Linked DNA regions of Salmo salar: region 2 is linked to region 1. The links are chromatin contacts, called in public Hi-C maps. All regions are on one chromosome and are shown on one strand. The core of a region is the stretch at or near the end of the contact, and the rest is flanking DNA. Distances in the headings are between cores, read along the strand shown. Region 1 holds the start of LOC106601584 (fermitin family homolog 2). Region 2 overlaps LOC106601584 (fermitin family homolog 2).

Region 1 (3,632 bases), core at 555-3,054:
ATGTGCTAGAATATTTGAGAAGTTATAGTGTGTCCATATAAAACATTACTGGCTAGATAGATTCTGAATTCCCACTTAAGCCAATACAGTAGCCTGCATCTTTTATACATGTCGCTCACTGGTTACAAGTTGCTATTATCTGTTAATGGTGTTTACATGAACTGGCATTCCAGTGGTCAGTTGAGTAACAATGTTGCAAAGAAAGGAATTTACTGCTCCAGAAATATGACAAGGTAACTGCCATAGAGAACCCATCTGCAGATGGGAGGTAAAGGGGATAGGGGCTAAAGAACATTGCCTCATGACCAACTATGGCCTTCCTCCCCCTTGGTCAACCACAGAAGGAAAACAAATGTAGACGAAAATGTCCTTCTGAATAGAAGCATAAATCAATGTGGGGAAATAAAACCAGTGACATAAATCAAAATGGCCAAAACATTATTTATATTCCAAAGGTTTGAATGATATGGGACATAAAAACAGAACATGTAGGCACATTTCTTTCAGCAGATCTGTACTAAAAGGAGTGTGACACCATTAAACATCTCTCACCGAGTTTCTCCGCGAGTTTGAGCATGACCCCACCAACGTGGATCTCGCCAGTGACCCTCAAAGACACATCCCTGTGGAGGTCTGTCACGTGCATCTTCAGTTCCCACGTCCCGTCGGCATAGCAGCCATCGGGCATCCGTATACCGTCCAGCGCCATCCTGCCACAAATCACAACAATTAGGAAAAATTGCCTAATAATAAACATTGTTCCATTCAACTGGTAGGAAAAATGTAAACCTGTTACCCTTGGATACATCAACGGATGTATCCAAATAGTTCGTGCCATAGGCTACATTCATTTAGTTTGTCATATGCAGGCTGAAAATGACTTGAGGACGCACAGGACCCTCACCACCATAGCCGATCAGTGTTAGTGTTTCGATTTGGGAAGATGTTGCGCTTCCATAACTTCAACAGTGTGTTTCCTTGAATCTAAGTCAAATGTATAAGTTATCTTATAGGCCATTTGAAGAATGCTTGTGATATCACTATACTTGTTTGGATGTAACAGAGGACGCAGTCAATTATTCAATAACCAAATGAGAACAAAGGGTAGGCTACAGGCCTAGTTATGGCAAGCTGAACAATAAGACTTCTCATTTGTGTGTTCACCTGCTTTTTCTAACGGTAAAGAGAGCCATTCAAAATATGAAGTTGATTACGTAAGCAGCCCCATGCAAGAAGTCATGAGCACACTAAATCTGGTCAACCAGTAAAACATGCCCATAAATTAGCTAAATTAAGTTTCATGAAGTAAAATGAAGTTAAACACCCGAATCATAATTTGTTTACCAGATATAACCAGTCTTTTAATGCGCAGTAGGCGTACAAAACTCAATTCCTAGCAGCAGAGTGCGCAAAATACTGACTAGGCTACATTTATTGCGAGCTGGGAGGACGAACATTTAAATCAGTTTGTGTCCACTCACCTTCTCAAATACACCAACCCAAATCCAAAAAGCCACTAAAACTTCCGAGGTTTCGATAGTCAACACGTTTTTTTTCTTCTAAATCATGTATCTAGGTCTGTTCAAAGAGAAAATCCCAAAGAACTCGTCCAAGTGAAGTATCCCAAAGGGTCTCCTCAGGCTTCAGCTAATGGAGTCCAGCCGTCTCTTTTTCGCCCTCCCTCTTTCCACCAGATAACGTCACTCATTACTCCAGCTCCAATCCGTCTTTTCCTTTCAAATAGTGCAGCAGGGCCTCTCTCCCAGCACGATCAGTGCTATCTGGGATCATTGGGGAGTCCCTATCCAACTGAAGTATAAATATAAAATGTTAAGGGTAGGAGTTAAGGTTAGGGTAGGGATATTCCAAGGAATCCGGATAGCACTACCCGACCGGTTATTCCCCCTGCTCCTACTATACTTTCTTTATCGGTCATTGGAAGGGGAATGTTATAATGTGACGCGGGAAATTACGCACAATGTAATTTATCATTTTTATTACGATCGGGTCCTTTTTTTCGCTGGTATTTTCTTGCCACTAGGCTTGGAGTTTCAATTATGTCCCCAAATACGCACTCTTACTTAGAAATACATTGGGAAAATTTAAAATATGATATTGTCGTTTTATTCCATGCTTTCACTCATTTGAGGAAATGTCAACAGTTTGGTAGGGAATAACAAGGGCATATCCGCTGCTGCATACCTTTTATGGAAATAGTACGGAGCTTACGGTGGTACATCCGGTGACCGCTATGGGGCCTACAGAATTGCACACAATTACTCATTTAGAAAACACGTTTTAAAGTCCTATCCAACTATCAAATCCAGAGACGGAGCCCACTGGTCTAAAATACAATGTTGCACTATGTCGCTCTCACTGTAAATATGCTACAAAGTGTCCAGTGACTGAAATAAGATTTGGATAGGCCTAGCTACTGCTCATTCATTTCAATTCATTAAATGTAATGGCAAAATGTAGATTTCCGCCTAAATAGGCATACCCAAAAGTAACTGCTATTCATGTGTAACTACATGATTGTGACATGCAAACATTTGGAAAGAAGACATCTGGGAGACTATGAGGAAAGGATCAGAAGATAGGAGTTACATAGCTCAGAATACACAAGATCAAGCACACACAAAAATAACCTTTTTTTAATTTTATTTTGAAAGTCATCTTTCATTGACAAGCTATAAGTGAATTATTTTTGACTAGAGCTGGAAACACATCAGATGGCTTCCACAACGTGAACAATATCAGTTTTTTTTTTTGAATGATAGACCTACAACAAGAAATTGGCAGCTGTTTTAGTAAGTGGTGTCAAGTGCACTAGCGGTTCTGGGGGGGTAGCAGGGGGGGCCAGTGCCCCAGTGACAACAATTTTGGACCCCCTTGTGGCACATTTTTGCTATCCTTCTTATTTACATCCGTTATTAGACAGTGGCAACGATGATGATTATGAACATGGTCTTTTGCCTGGTAATGCAGTGAAGAAAACGATATGACAACAATAACGTCTAATGTAACTGGCACCTCTAACAGTACAACTGGCCCCAGCTTGGCCCACTTTTTTTGCACACTGGATGTTAAAAGGTTCTAGACCTTGCTTTGTCCCACCCAGGTCAACTGCATAGCCCTGGAAAGCATATCTCATTGACTACAATACTGTCAAGGTGCCAAAGTAGCCACTTCCGTGGAATTGATGCCTACAGCGCATAAGCGGGCAACATCATATTTTTGATGCGCAAAGATATATAGTCACTCGGTGGATATTCGATGTTGCCACTAAGTCATACACCAATAACATTGGTAATAGGCTAGATCTGTTCCTACCGGCCTCAGGATTAATTTGATACCTCCCCTGTAGCTATAGCTCAAACACAGACTAAATCAAAGTTTACTGTACCTTGTAAGATGTTTGTGGAAAACGTAGCATAAAATAAATATTTTTACTCTGGGGGCTGGTGATCAATAACAGTAGGTCACAGGCAGACAAATAAGATATCCTCATGATCTGTGGAGTCTCGGCTTTCGGTGAGCATCAACGTATTCAGTGTTTATTTCGTTTATGCTTCACAACGAAAACCGAAATGTAGGTAGCAATCATCTTGAAATGAGGTCACCGGCTCAGC
Region 2 (3,837 bases), core at 1,204-3,703, 82 kb before region 1:
ACTTCAAGGAGAGCGGTTCAATTGTTGTGAAGAAGGCTTCATGGCGCCCAAGAAAGTCCAGCAAGCGCCAGGACCATCTCCTAAAGTTGATTCAGCTGCGGAACCGGGGCACCACCAGTACAGAGCTTGCTCAGGAATGGCAGCAGGCAGGTGTGAGTGCATTTGCACGCACAGTGAGGCGAAGACTTTTGGAGGATGGCCTGGTGTCAAGAAGGGCAGCAAAGAAGCCACTTCTCTCCAGGAAAAACATCAGGGACAGACTGATATTCTGCAAAAGGTACAGGGATTGGACTGCTGAGGACTGGGGTAAGGTCATTTTCTCTGATGAATCCCCTTTCCAATTGTTTGGGTCATCCGGAAAAAAGCTTGTCCGGGGAAGACAAGGTGAGCGCTTCCATCAGTCCTGTGTCATGCCAACAGTAAAGCATCCTGAGACCATTCATGTGTGGGTTTGCTTCTCAGCCAAGGGAGTGGGCTCACTCACAATTTTGCATAAGAACACAGCCATGAATAAAGAATAGTACCAACACATCCTCCGAGAGCAACTTCTCCCAACCATCCAGGAACAGTTTGGTGACGAACAATGCCTTTTACAGCATGATGGAACACCTTGCCATAAGGCAAAAGTAATGACTAAGTGGCTCGGGGAACAAAACATCGATATTTTGGGTCCATGGCCAGGAAACTCCCCAGACCTTAATCCCATTGAGAACTTGTGGTCAATCCTCAAGAGGCAGGTGGACAAACAAATACCCACAAATTCTGACAAACTCCAAGCATTGATTATGCAAGAATGGGCTGCCATCAGTCAGGATGTGGCCCAGAAGTTAATTGACAGCATGCCAGGGCGGATTGCAGAGGTGTTGAAAAAGAAGGGTCAACACTGCAAATATTGACTCTTTGCATCAACTTCATGTAATTGTCAATAAAAGCCTTTGACACTTATGAAATGCTTATAATTATACTTCAGTATTCCATAGTAACATCTGAGAAAAATATCTAAAGACACTGAAGCAGCAAACTTTGTGGAAATTAATATCTGTGTCATTCTCAAAACTTTTGGCCACGACTGTACATTTGTAGTGATTGCCTCATCTCTTAGCATATGAAGTGGGAAAGTGGTAAAAACACGATGGTTGTCTACTTTTGAGTTTCTTTGGGTTTTGTAGAAGTGAGTACCATGAAGCACTAACTGTTGATTAACAATAATTATTTTGAATTCTTTGAAGTGAGTAAAGCATTCATAGACAATGGACAGTATGCGTCCAGTGTGTAGAAACCATGTCTGTGACACAGAGAGTGGCTTTTTTTGGGGGGGGGGGGGATTATTTAGTAGGTGAAATAAGTGACTGTAAATGTGTCTTTACTAGGAGCACATGTGAGTAGTGCAGACTTGGGACATCACGTGCAGCATTTCTGCATTGATTCACAATGGAAATACCATCTAGTCTGGTCAGAATCCTGTTTGTTATATTTGGACGAGTCTCTGGCCTTGCCTGGTCATTCATTCACACCATCCTCTGGACCAACATACAGCCAGTCTCACCATGTTCTGGTCTGGTCTACCCCCCCAAGTGGCACGAAGCCTATGACTCAACAACACTAAATACAACTTGTTGACAAACTGTATTTATACTGTCAACCCCCCCACCTCCGACTCCCCCTCGATATGAATGAACAGCTGCCTAGAGGGAGAGAGTGAGTTAGAGAGACAGTGTGGGGGTGAGAGAGGGGTAGAGGGAGGGAGAGGAAAAGAGAGGCATATTTCAGGACACACTGCGCTTCTGCGGCCATAGCCAGCTAGTGTTTCAGAATGTAGGACAAAGGCTTCTCCCTCCATGTCACCACCTCTGACGCCCACGCTCTACTGCCACTGGGGAGGGGGGATGGGGTGTGTGTGTGTGTTTCTGGTGCGTACATGTGTATTTCTAGCGCATGTGTTTTGCATGTGTAGGGTTGGAGTTGGGGGTAGTGGGCTGACTGGCATGGCATGCCCTGGGCCTTTATCCCCCAAATACAGTCGTGTTTACTGTGCTGGACATGGCAGGCTAATCGCTATACTTAGCCACACGAACATATCCAGGTGATTGTGTCCAGGGAGCTGCCTGAGACCATTCAACCCTTACTGTAATAAAGCCACCCCTTCTCTTCCTGCCTGATCTCATCAGTGACACCTTAGCCATGACTGTCACAGCTACCTTTAAATTAGCAAGAGATAACGATAGATAGTGGCGCTAACAGACAGGTAGCGCCATGCTAGCTGCTATTCCAAACACACTGCAGATTAGCATCTTGAGCATCTCTTCCGGGGGGGATGAACACCTAAACCGACAACCAATGGTGTATTAATAAACACCTCGGCTCCTGTTGAAGACCCTAGCACAGTATCACCTTTCAGTGTAATTGGGGATATTGAAGAATGTGTAGGAGATTACAGGTTGGGTTGGAGTGAGTGATCCCTCCAGTGGGGTGAGTCCGGTAGCCATGGCTACTCTATAATTACCCTTTGGGGTGAGGACTCACTGGCGTCCCCATGTCCTGTCACTCAGGCTTTACGAGGATCGGAAATAGCAGGCTCAGGGGGCAACCCAAAGGGACACAAGGGACTCGGATCCCCACACCACCCCCAAAATCATATCTTCACTGTCCTTCCCGCTCTTCACTATTCCTCTTATAGTAAACAACTTGTATAAAAGAAGCAGTGACATAATCAATAGGTCCACAGGAGTTAACTACGAGGTTGAACAGCACTTGAACAAGTCTAAAGTGTCAGTGACATGTCTAGTCTAACCATCTTCAATGGCAGGAGTCTGGAATGGGTTGTTTCTAGAGCCAAGGCGTCACAGACAGGATCATTCGGTTTAATTGCAGTTGCTCCGTGCAAGCATACAGCCTTGCATACAGTTAAAGGGGACCATGTTTCTGTGTACTGCTGCAAAGGTGGAAAGTTTTAAGTTTCTCGGCGTACACATCACAGACAATCTGAAATGGTCCACCCACACAGACAGTGTGGTGAAGAAGGCGCAACAGCGCCTCTTCAACCTCAAGAGGCTGAAGAAATTTGGCTTGTCACCTAAAACCCTCAAACTTTTACAGATGCACAATTGAGAGCATCCTGTCGGGCTGGTACGGGAACTGCACCGCCCACAACTGCAAGGCTCTCAAGAGGGTGGTGCAGTCGGCACAACGCATCACCGGGGGCAAACTACCTGCCCTCCTGGACACCTACAGGCCATCAGACTGTTAAAAACAGACTCAAAATCATTGGCCACTTTAATAAATGGATAACTAGTCACTTTAATAATGTTTACATATCTTGCATTACTCATCTCATATGTATATACTGTATTCTATACCATCTATTGCATCTTGCCTATGCCGCTCGGTCATCGCTCATCCATATATTTATATGTACATATTCCATCCCTTTAATTAGATTTGTCTGTATTAGGTAGTTGTTGTGGAATTGTTAGATTACCTGTTAGATATTACTGCACTGTCGGAACTAGAAGCACAAGCATTTCGCTACACTCGCATTAACATCTGCTAACCATGTGTATGTGACCAATAACATTTGATTTCATTTGAAGCAGACCAGTCACCCACCACGTCAGAGTGTCAACACTGGACAACACGGCCATTCAAATAATTTGCTGTTCTTCTGTGTTCTGTTCATCAGGCAGTGAGCCCATAGAGAAGATAACTACTGCACTCCTCAATCATGGCAATTAACATGATCCCTAACACACACACACACAAACTGACACATACATTACACAGGTCTCACCTGCAGGGCAGCAAACATCATCATCTCCTCCTCGGTGCACTCTATTTCCT

The links. A called contact is a pair of places that touch in the nucleus more often than the background predicts.
Region 2: a contact with region 1 is called in a Hi-C map of muscle, with 5 times the contacts expected there. The contact joins the enhancer-like site here to the promoter of LOC106601584 in region 1. A contact is called at or near these places in 2 of 3 Hi-C or Micro-C datasets (gill and muscle).

The regions. Positions count from the first base shown.
Region 1 is chrssa01:32,818,902-32,822,533 of Ssal_v3.1, reverse strand. It overlaps LOC106601584 (fermitin family homolog 2), which reads right to left and starts at 1,804. Exons shown (of 16, transcript XM_014193898.2): 1 at 1,482-1,804; 2 at 553-710. The coding sequence starts at 709.
Region 2 is chrssa01:32,901,542-32,905,378 of Ssal_v3.1, reverse strand. LOC106601584 (fermitin family homolog 2) reads right to left here. Exons shown (of 16, transcript XM_014193898.2): 7 at 3,788-3,837. Among protein-coding and RNA genes, the nearest start is that of LOC106601569, 31 kb to the left of the region's middle. Within about 2 kb of position 2,453, at least 1 of the 13 cell types and tissues checked has an H3K27ac peak or open chromatin away from gene starts, as enhancers often do. A contact at or near this core is called in muscle, where this site is marked.